Regions from separate parts of the Sus scrofa genome. Here region 1 is linked to region 2. A link is a contact called in public Hi-C data. All regions are on one chromosome and are shown on one strand. The core of a region is the stretch at or near the end of the contact, and the rest is flanking DNA. Distances in the headings are between cores, read along the strand shown. Region 1 holds the start of FCGRT (Fc fragment of IgG receptor and transporter). Region 2 holds the start of ALDH16A1 (aldehyde dehydrogenase family 16 member A1).

Region 1 (5,156 bases), core at 365-2,864, 61 kb after region 2:
ACTACAGCCAAAAAGTGAAACGACCCAAATGCCCATCAGTTGATTAATGAATCCACAAAATGTGGTTGATCCAGACAATAGAATATTATTCACCCATAGAAAGAAATTAAGGGAGTTCCTTGGTGGCTCTGTGGTTTAAGGATCTGGCATCACTGCTGCGGCTCTGACTACACCTGTGGTTTGGATTTGATCCCTGGCCCAGGAAATTCTGCACGACCTAGGCGAGGCCAAAAAAGAAATGAAGTTTTGACACATGGTACCACATGCATAAATCTTGAAAACAGTATTGGACATGGTGAAAAAAGCCAGACACAAAACGGCACCATATTGTAGGATTCCATTTCTCTGAAAATCCAGAAGAGGCAAATTCCTAGAGACAGAACGTACACATCGGTGATTGCCAGGAGCCGAGGGGAGCAGCGGGGCTACTTAAAGGGGTACGGGGTCTCCTTGGGGATGATGAAAAGGTTCTGGAACTAGGTAGTGGCTGTGGTGGCACAACAGAGAAGGCACTAAATGTCACCAACAGGAACGCTTTTGTTTTGTGCATTTTACCGCAATAAAACGGATGAATGGAAGCATTATAGCGGGAGTGTGGGCTGCGGGGGTGGGTGGGGGGGTTGGAAGAGGCCCCCAAGCACGAAGGTATATCAGGACTCTGTTACTGAGGTCCTATCAGAAGCTATCAAAGTACCGCAGGAGCACTTTAAGGGTACCCTGGGGGAGGGGTTCAAAGGAGGAAGTGTGGAAGTATCTGGAAGACTTATCACAGCAGGAGCCAGTGAAGACCTGGGGGGGGGTGCTGACGAGGTAAGAAGGGGGCCTGCGCCGATCTCTAAAGGTGGGGCTCCGATAAGGTTGACTCCCAACGTTGTCATGAATTTGCTGGATCGCCGGCACCCTCGAAAAACAAAACAAAACAAAGCCCCCAAACAAAACTCAAACCAGGGAGCCACAAAGAAAGAGACGGGGGAAAAAAAGGACCCAAGTTTCTAGAGAGAGGCTGAGACCAGCTCCCGGCTGGGCCCAGGGCCCGGGGTGTGCCCTGCAGCTGGGGGGCGGGGTTGGATATTCCCGGAGTGGAGGCGCCTCTCCGGACAGGATGTGAGAGAGGAACTGGGGTCTCCAGTCACGGGAGCCAGCTGGGGCCGCCGGCGGGAAGGGATCGCGGCTGCTGTGAGCGGGGCTGGGGCCCCAGAGCCTGGGAGGCGAGGGCCGGGCGCCGGGTTCTCGGCTCTCCAGGAGGAGGGAGCCCCGGGTCTGGACCTTTGGGTCGGAGGGAGGAGGGGCGGGCGGGCGGGCGGGCGGGAGCCGAGGACTCGCGGGTCCGAGGGAGGAGGAGGAGGAGGAGGAGGAGGAGGAGGAGGAGGAGGAGGAGGAGGAGGAGGAGGGGCCGCCTCCGCCGCCTCCCGGCCTATCCAGACTCTGTCACTCATTAACCCCGACGGAGCAAACGAAGGGGTGAAAGTTCATCGGGGAGGCGGGCCTTTCGGTCACTCTCCGGGACAGGAGCCCCGGAGCCCGCCGCCGCAGGGACTGGGGGACGCAGGGCGGGGCGGGGCGGGGGTCCCAGGGAGTCACGCGCCCCCTCCCGCCCCAGGTCTCCCGCTCAGGATGCGGGTCCCCCGGCCTCAGCCCTGGTGGCTCGCTCTGCTGCTCCTCCTGCTGCCCGGAACGCCGCGCGCAGGTGAGGGGGGCTCCGGGGCCGGGGCGGCCGGGCACCGGGGAGGTGCCGGCGGCCGGGAAAAGAGCAAAGGAAGCAACATCCGAGGCCCCGCTCGAGCCGGGCACTTCCTCCTTTGCTTCCCTGGGCTTCATCGCCTCCTCCCTCTGGCGGTGTGTCTGGGAAGCTCCCGGCCCCCCTCGCTGGGTCGCTGGCCCTCGGTCTGCGTGCGGCGCCCGCTGGCTGCCTTGGCCCCTCCGTCCGCGGTGCCGGCTCTTCCCCCTCGGGGCGAGGGTCACTGCCCCATCCGCCCCCTCCGCCCGTGTCTCCCGCAGACAACCACCGCTCCCTCCTGTACCACCTCACGGCCGTGTCCGCCCCCACCCCGGGCGCTCCCGCCTTCTGGGTGTCGGGCTGGCTGGGGCCCCAGCAGTACCTGAGCTACAATAACCTGCGCGCCCAGGCGGAGCCCTACGGCGCCTGGGTCTGGGAAAGCCAGGTGTCCTGGTACTGGGAGAAGGAGACCGCAGACCTGAGGAACAAGCAGAAGCTCTTTCTCGAGGCTCTCAAAACCTTGGAGGAAGGAGGTGGGCCTGGGACCCCGGGGGCGCAGGCAGGGGACGCGGGCGGGCGGCCTGGGTCCTGGCTGGGAGGGAGGCGGGGGGCTGTGGCCTCGGCGCCTGGGCGCGGCTCACGCGGCTGGCGGCGCCCCAGGGCCCTTCACCCTGCAGGGCCTTCTGGGCTGCGAATTGGGCCCCGACAATGTCTCGGTGCCTGTGGCCACGTTCGCCCTGAATGGCGAGGAGTTTATGAAGTTCGACACCAAGCTGGGCACCTGGGATGGGGAGTGGCCCGAGGCCCGGACCATTGGCTCCAAGTGGATGCAGGAGCCGGACGCGGTCAACAAGGAGAAGACCTTCCTGCTCTACTCCTGTCCCCACCGGCTGCTGGGGCATCTGGAGAGGGGCCGGGGCAACCTGGAGTGGAAGGGTGAGCAGCCCCCTGAGGGTCCCGCGAGGCCTCTCCTTCCCGACCCCCTGGCCTTCAGTCTACCCCCTCCTCCCGAGCCGCGTCCCAGGGGGTCTTCCTCCACGCCCAGCTGCCCCTCAGCCTGGCCCTGAGGCCCCACGCGGCCTGACCTCTGTCCCTCTCCTGACGTTTCTCCATCTGCTCCAGACAGAATCACCCAGAGTCCCTTGAGCTCCCAGCAGCCCTCCCATTCCTTCATCTTTGCCAGCTCCCCTGGTGCCAGATGCCACCGGCATCAGGTTCCCCTCTGGCCTGTGAGGTTTCGCTTGCCTCTTTGGGACGCCCACAGTGACCTCTGTTACATATACAGCACATGTCACTCTGAGCTATAATTACACCCATGTCTAGAGAGTTCAAGGGCTGCAGTTAGAGCTCTTTCCTCCTCATCGGCCCCCACATGGCAATTCCTGCTTCCGTCTCATCTCCGCCCTCATTGCAGACTCTCCTCCATTGCAGTCAGAGAAATGTTTTAAAAACCCTAAACGCGGAGTTCCCTGGTGGGCTCAGTGGGTTAAGGATCGACATTTTCACTGCCGTGGCTTGGGTTGCTGCTGTGCCACGGGTTCAGCCCCTAGCCTGGGAACTTCTGCATGCCACAGGCACAGCCAAAAAACCCCCACAAACCAATAAATGAGCTCCCATTCCGCCACTACTTAAAAGCATCCCATAGATCCCCACTAGTCTTAGGCTAAAATCCAAACTCTGCCCAGAGGCCTGCAAGCCCCAGATAATCTGGCTGCTTTCTGCTACTGTAATTTGACAGTGGCTCCAACTACAGTGGACTTCCTCCCTTCCTCCCGTATGCCAGGTTCTTCACCTCCACAGGGCCTTTGCACCTGCTGTTCGCTCTGCTTTGGATTCTCTTCCTTGGGATCCTACCATGACTGGGTCCTTCTCCTGCTTGAGATTTGACCTTGGATGTCAGCTCTCCAGCAGAGACCTCTGACCACCCTGGTGAAACGTGCCTCTCTCCCATCCCCATTAATGTCTCTCGTGCCATTGCTTTGTCCACGCCTTCCTTCATTATAGCATCTTTCATTTTTGTCTTTTTTTTTTTTTTTTTTTTTTTTTGGCCATACCCACAGCACATGTAAGTTTCTGGGACAGGTATTGAACCTGCGCCACTGCAAGAATGCAAGCTGCTGCAGTGACACCATCAGATCCTTAACCCACTGAGCCACAAGAGAACTCCCTTTTTTAAAAATTACTTAATGAATTTTATTACATTCATAGGTGTACAGCAATCAATACAACCAAATTTTACAGCATTTCCATCCCAAACCCTCGGGGCATCCCCCCACCCCACAACCTGTCTCCTTTGGAGACCATAAGTTTTTCAAAGTCGAGAGTCAGTATCTGTTCTGCAAAGAAGTTCATTGTATGCTTTTTTTAAGATTTCACATGTAAGTGATGGTATTTGATGTTGGTGTCTCATTGTCTGACTGACTTCACTTAGCATGATAATTTCTAGGTCCATCCATGTTCCTGCAAGTGCCATTATTTCTTTCCTTTTAATGGCTGAGTAATATTCCATTGTGTATATGTACCACATCTTCTGGATCCACTCCTCTGTCGATGGACATTTAGGTTGTGTCCATGTCTTGGCTATTGTACATAGTGCTGCAATGAACATTGGAGTACACCTGTCTTTGCGAATCGTGGTTTTCTCTGGAGAGATGCCCAGGAGTGGGATTGCTGGATCCAATGGTAGTTCTATGTTTAGTTTTCTGAGGAATCTCCATACTGCTTTCCACAGTGGTTGCACCAATTGACAATCCCGCCAACAGTGTACGAGGGTTCCCTTTTCTCCACATCCTCTCCAGCACTTACTGTTTGTAAACTTTTGGATGATGGCCATTCTGGCTGGTGTAAGGTGGCGAGAACTCCCTTTTTTTGTCTTTCTGTTGAGGTGTGACTTACCTACCTCAAGTAGTGGCTTGGTTAATTTTTATATATGCCTATGTACCTGCTCTCTGCATCAAGATCTAAAACGTTGGTGGCGGTCCCATTGTGGCTCAGTGGGTTAAGAACCCTTCTAGTATCCACGAGGATGTGGGTTGGATCCCTGGCCTTGCTCAGTGGGTTAAGGATCTGGCGTTGCTGTGAGCTGTGGAATGGGTCACAGACGCGGCTTGATCTGGTGGTGTAGGGGTATGTGGCTGCGGTGTAGGCTTCAGCTGCAGTTCTGATTCAGTCCCTAGCCTGGGAACGTCCATATGCCGCAGATGCGGCCCTAGAAAAGAAAGAAAAATAAATCTATAAAACATTGACAGCACCTCAGGATCCTTCCCTGTGACCCCTTACATTCCATATCCCCCAAGCTAACAACCCTCATTTCTGTCACCATGCCGTTGCTTGACTTTGAACTTCATGTAACTATGAGCATGTGCACTTTTTTTCTTTCTTTCTTTTTTTTTTTTTTTTTGCTTTTTAGAGCTGCATGTAAGTGGAATTCTTGTATCAA
Region 2 (5,403 bases), core at 1,938-4,437:
ACAGCACCAAGGGATCCGAGCCGGGTCTGCGACCTACACCACAGCTCAAGGCAGCGCTGGATCTCCAACCCAGTGAGCGAGGTTGGGGATGGAACCCACACCCACATGGATACTAGTCAGGTTTGTTACCGCCAAACACAACGAGAACACCCCTCATTCCTTTAAATTTCTTCCAGTAGGAGTTCCTGCTGGGGCTCAGAGGAAACGAACCCAACTAGTATCCGCGAGGATGCAGGTTCCGTCCCTGGCCCCCACTCAGTGGCTTAAGGATCCGGCATTGCTGTGAGCTGTGGTATAGGTTGCAGCTGTGGATTGGATTTGGTGGCTGTGGTGTAGACCAGCAAGTGCAGCTCCAATTCAACCCCTAGCCTGGGAACTTCCATATGCCAAGGGTGCAGCCCTCAAAAAAAATTTTCTTCTGGTCTGGAAAGAAATTACTGAATTACTGACCAATCCAATTCGATCATTCCCTCCAGCCTCTGGACCCCTCTGTCCTCTGCTGAGAACCCTCTTCTCTGTCTTGGCCTGATGAACTCCTGAGGTTCCTTCAGATCTTATACCCAACACCTCCTCCTCCTCCAGGAAGCCTTCCCTGATCCCTCAGTGCAAGTGAAGACCCTCCTCCAGCGGGGCACAGAATCACACCGTATGGAAATCGCATCTGCCTCCTTTGCCCTCATCCAAGACTAAGAGTTTCTCAAGGGCAGCTTCTGGATTTGATGAGTCCCTACTCCCCAGGGCACTGGCCAAAGCTTCATCCCAGGAAGCTTCAGGGGACACATGTGAGCTGCCCGGGGACTCCAGCCAGGAGATCAGCTAAGGAGCACCTGCCCAGCCCTCTCTCGCCCTGGGATAGAGCAGGGAGAAGAGTCAGCCTGGCCAGGTGACCAGAACCGGGACTGTCCAGTGCAGGTGCTGGATGCCAGAAGGCTTGGGATATGCCACGGGGAAGAGGATCAGATCAGGAGGCCGGGTTTCTAGGTCCTGAAGGGGAAGCCAGGGTCTCAGGCCCTGGCTTCTTGGATCCTTGGGAAGAAAGGACCAAGAGGACTAGATTCCTGGGGCCTCTCAAGGCACTGACTTGCATCCAGTTCGGCATGCGGCTCTCCCAGACTCATGGGGATGCGGAACCCGGCTTGGTCCTCCTCCAGCATTTGAAGCAGCTCGTCCTCAGTCAAGTCAGCCGGAGGAGGGATGGAGGGAGAGTGACAGATGTTGATGAAAACCTTGCCTTCAGATGAGTTGGTCTTTATGCAGAAACCTGGAGCAAATGGGTTTGGCCGTGACCCTCTGTTGCTGCCTGGATCTCGGGGTCCAGCCTTCTTCTGATCTGTCGCCCTCCTTGAGTATTAGTCCTCCACTCTCTGGGGCTGTTCCCCTCCCCGCCCTGGAATTTCTGACTACCTTTGAGTCTTCGTCCCGCTGGTCACACCTGTCCTCCCTGCCTCTCTTTGGCTCTTGGCCCCTTCCCTGCTCTCTGGGTCTCCATCACTCCTCCCGCTCAAAGCCTCTCTACCCCACCATTACTGTTTCTCCTCCCTCCCTCCTCTTCCTGTGTCCCCTGCCCCCCAGTCAGGGTCCACCTCTCTCTGGGACACTATCTCTTTCTCTTTACGTTTCTGTCTTTCTCACCAGGTTGAGGTTGTATCTGTGTAGATTCTGGTCGGCTTGTTTGGGCTTGCTGGAGCTCCTTGGAGGCCTGTGTGAAGGAAAGCAATTTTCAAGTTTGGCCTTTGTGCTATCAGAACCCCCTCATTCGTTTCGCAAATGTTTACTGAGCAATTTTTATGAATACTAGCCAGGCAGGGCATAAGACATACTATGGCCCCTTCCTACCTTGAGGAATCTGAAGAACAAGCCCAATTTTGCTCCCATGTCTTCCAGAGACTAGCAAACTTGAAGGTAAACAACTACAATTCCCGCACGGACGGACACACACACACACACACACACATATGTATTCCCCGAATCCCCAGGGACCCAGGAGTGCGTTCAATCGCACCTGCAGCAGCAGCTCCTCGAAAGGCGTCGTCTCCGTGCCCATCGTCTCTGCTTCGTTTAGCTCCGGCACCAGCAACGTCGAGTCGGCCATGGCCCTGGGGGAGAGACCTTGGCGTCCTCAGCAACCCCGGCGTGGGGGAACCATCGGCGGGATCTGAACTCTGAGACTAGTTCCTGGGCCCTTAACCAAATCGCGACACCCACTATTCTGTATGAAAACCTGAGAATCTGGCCCGAGACACTTTCACTCAGACCAGATACTGTCGTCAAATCTCTTAAGAGCCAGTGTCTCTAGATGCTAAGTCCTGCGTGCCAAAGGTGCAAACTACAGCCACTCTTTTGATCCCTGCGTAATCAGGAACTTGAGTAAGTCACACTACCCCAACGCTTCATCAATCCTGCAACTGTATTCCGTTACCAATCACAGACCAATCTAGTCCAAGGCTGAAGCCACGCCTCTCATCTCAACCAATCAATACAAAGTCCTGATAGTCACTAAATGCCACACTTCCTGCGGGATTCAAGCCACGCTTCCGGCTCCTTCCGGATAGCCGACTCCGGCCAGTAGCTGGGCAAATCTGTCACACTTTAAGAACATTAATTTCATGGAGTTCCCGTCGTGGCGCAGTGGTTAAGGAATCCGACTAGGAACCATGAGGTTGCGGGTTTGATCCCTGGCCTTGTTCAGTGGGTTAAGGATCCGGCGTTGCCGTGAGCTGTGGTGTAGGTTGCAGACGCGGCTTGGATCCCGCGTTGCTGTGGCTCTGGTGTAGGCCGGTGGCTACAGCTCCGATTGACCCCTAGCCTGGGAACCTCCATATGCCGCGGGCGCGGCCCAAGAAATAGCAAAAAGACAAAAAAAAAAAAAAAAAAACATTAATTTCAGTGTCCATCCTAAGACTCTCTTTTGACCTCTGAACAACCACCTCGTTCCAGAACTAGATTCTATTCTCGATAAAATGTATTTAGGACTAAAAACTGCAATTCCGGTATCCAACACAAACAGGATAGCGAGACGCTGGAGCTCTCACAACTATTTGAAGTCACTCACACTTTCGTTCCCCATTCGCCCCGCTCTGAGGACTGCGCATGATCCAAACTACACTTCCGTGCGCAGACCCATGGGCGGGGTCACCAGGTCCTGGGCGGGGTTACGCTCTATCTCCCATAGCCCCGCCCTTTGGGTAGGAGGGGGCGGTGCTACCCTTCGGACCTCGAGGTTTCCTCCGGCAGAGCGCCCTGCAGTCGGTGGAAAGCGGCGGGGGAGCGCGATGGCCGAGACGTGTACAGGATCCCGCGCCAGCGAGATCTTCACCACGCTGGAGTACGGACCCGTGCCGGAGAGCCACGCATGCGCACTGGTGAGGGCTCGCCCGGCCCGCGCTGCCCATCCCCCTCCCCAGTCTTCGGAGCCGAGTTTTGCGCGCGGACTCCCACGATCCACCGCGGCAGCTCAGTAACTCCGCCCCTCTCAGCTCCCGCGATTCCCGCCACTCCTTAGGACCCACCCCTGGAGGATGGTTTGTTGAGCTTCTTAGAGTTGCTGCCTCAGCCCGATAGTCTCTTCTCATGAGGCCCAGTGGCTGTCCCGTTACATGGTCCAGAATTCACGGTGGTGCTTCGCCGAGGGTGCTTCCGAGAATCCCCCGAGGGGGTCCTGTGATTCATCAAGGCCCCCTCATAACCTCCCGCGATTCCCTGGGGGGCTCCCGTGATCTTCCGAGGACTCAGAACCCACGTGTAGACTTACCGTTGATTCCTCAGAACATCCTATGGCTCCCGAGTTTCCCCGGAATTCCTGGAGGGGCTCCCTTGATCAACCAGAGACCTCCAAAACCTCCGCGGAGCCGCCGTGATTCCTCAGGGTCACCTCAATACTCGTGGGGTTCCTATAGTCTCGGGAGTTCTCAGAACCCCAGAATACATCAGAACTTTCTGTAATAACCTTCAGCCCCTCAGAATAACCCCATGGGGCTCCCGCGACCCCTCCGTATTCTTCAGGACTTCCATAAGACTCCCGTGATCCCTCAGGGTCCCCCAAGAACGCTCTTGGGGTTCCCTATAAAAGTAGGGTGCCTCGAATTTTCTGTAACTACCCTCAGCATTCCCCCACGGGGCCATCATGAAGGCACAGGGCCCTCTAGCGCCCGGGCGTGAGAAGCTTGGCCTTTCCTGGAGGGAAAGAAGGAGGTTGGAATAATGGTGAGACCAGAGCCTGCCGTAGGCTCTGGAGATGGAGAGGAGGGAGTGAGGCAGAGACGCAGGAGGGACAGGGTTTGCGTGTTGAGAGGGCAGGGACAAGGCCGCGGGTCTGTGGCTGAAAATGTGGCCTCGGATTTAAGTCCCAATTAAGTCCTCGGAGACAGTTTTAAGGAAGGGAACAAAGAGCTTTATTGCTTTGCCACGCAAAGGAGGACACAGCAGGCTGATGCCACAAAACCATGCCCTGCCTGGAGAGGGGATATCAAGGAGTTTTACAGGTTTAGCTCGGGAGTCAGGGTTATTGATTGAGGGGTCCTTGTTACTCGCACCCATAGATCATTTCAGTGTCATCAAGGCCGGCATCAGCGGGTCCCGTGATGGTTTCTGGTTGTCTTCGTGCTTATCATTCCTTGACCTCTGTGGACTGAAGATTGCTTACAGGGAAGGGGTGTTAGTGCTTGAATTAGAAGAGAAAACACTAGGCGCAATATAACTCTAGAAAGTAACCGTGAGTAAAAGAAAGCAGTTAGCAAGGAAGAGATCATTTGTGAAAAACCGGACACTAGGTGCAAGATAATTAGAAAGTATTAGGAGTTCCCGTCATGGCTCAGTGGTAACCCGGCCAGTATCCGTGAGGACTCAGGTTCGATCCCTGGCCTCGCTCACTGGGTTAAGGATCCAGCATTGCCATGAGCTGTGGTGTAAGTTGCAGACGCAGCTCAGGTCTGGCGTGGCTGTGGCTGTGGCCAACAGCCACAGCCCTGATTCAACCCCTAGCCTGGGAACTTCCATATGCTGTGGGTTTGGCCCTTAAAAAAAAAAAAAAAGAAAAAGAAATATATAAATAATAGAAAGTAAATATTAGTAAGAAGTTAGTGGGCCAAGGTAGGACATAACATAATGGAGACTGTTTTAACTGGTTTTATTTCCCAATCGTTAACTCTTGAGTCAGCCTTTTTTTTTTTTTTTTTTGTCTTTTTTTTTTTGCCTTTTCTAGGGCTGCACCCGTGGCTTATGGAGGTTCCCAGGCTAGGCGTCTAATCAGAGCTGTAGCTGCCAGCCTATGCCAGAGCCACAGCAATGCCAGATCCGAGCTGCGTCTGCGACCTACACCACAGCTCACGGCAACACCGGCTCCTTAACCCACAGAGCGAGGACAGGGATCGAACCTGCAACCTCATGGTTCCTAGTCAGATTCGT

Evidence for each region. Hi-C and Micro-C count contacts between places; a contact is called where the count stands out from the background.
Region 1: a Hi-C map of skeletal muscle shows a contact between it and region 2, with 5 times the contacts expected there. The contact joins the promoter of FCGRT here to the promoter of ALDH16A1 in region 2. A contact is called at or near these places in 2 of 5 promoter capture datasets (fetal liver and liver), 4 of 47 Hi-C or Micro-C datasets (epiblast stem cells, liver and skeletal muscle) and 1 of 2 datasets of contacts at active chromatin or transcription factors (skeletal muscle).

What each region holds. Positions count from the first base shown.
Region 1 is chr6:54,588,738-54,593,893 of Sscrofa11.1, forward strand. FCGRT (Fc fragment of IgG receptor and transporter) reads left to right here and starts at 1,615. Exons shown (of 6, transcript NM_214197.2): 1 at 1,615-1,687; 2 at 1,999-2,250; 3 at 2,378-2,653. The coding sequence starts at 1,615.
Region 2 is chr6:54,526,352-54,531,754 of Sscrofa11.1, forward strand. ALDH16A1 (aldehyde dehydrogenase family 16 member A1) reads left to right here and starts at 3,188. Exons shown (of 18, transcript XM_021094740.1): 1 at 3,188-3,362. The coding sequence starts at 3,273. It overlaps PIH1D1 (PIH1 domain containing 1), which reads right to left and starts at 2,406. Exons shown (of 9, transcript NM_001244978.1): 1 at 2,003-2,406; 2 at 1,633-1,699; 3 at 1,082-1,261. The coding sequence starts at 2,092.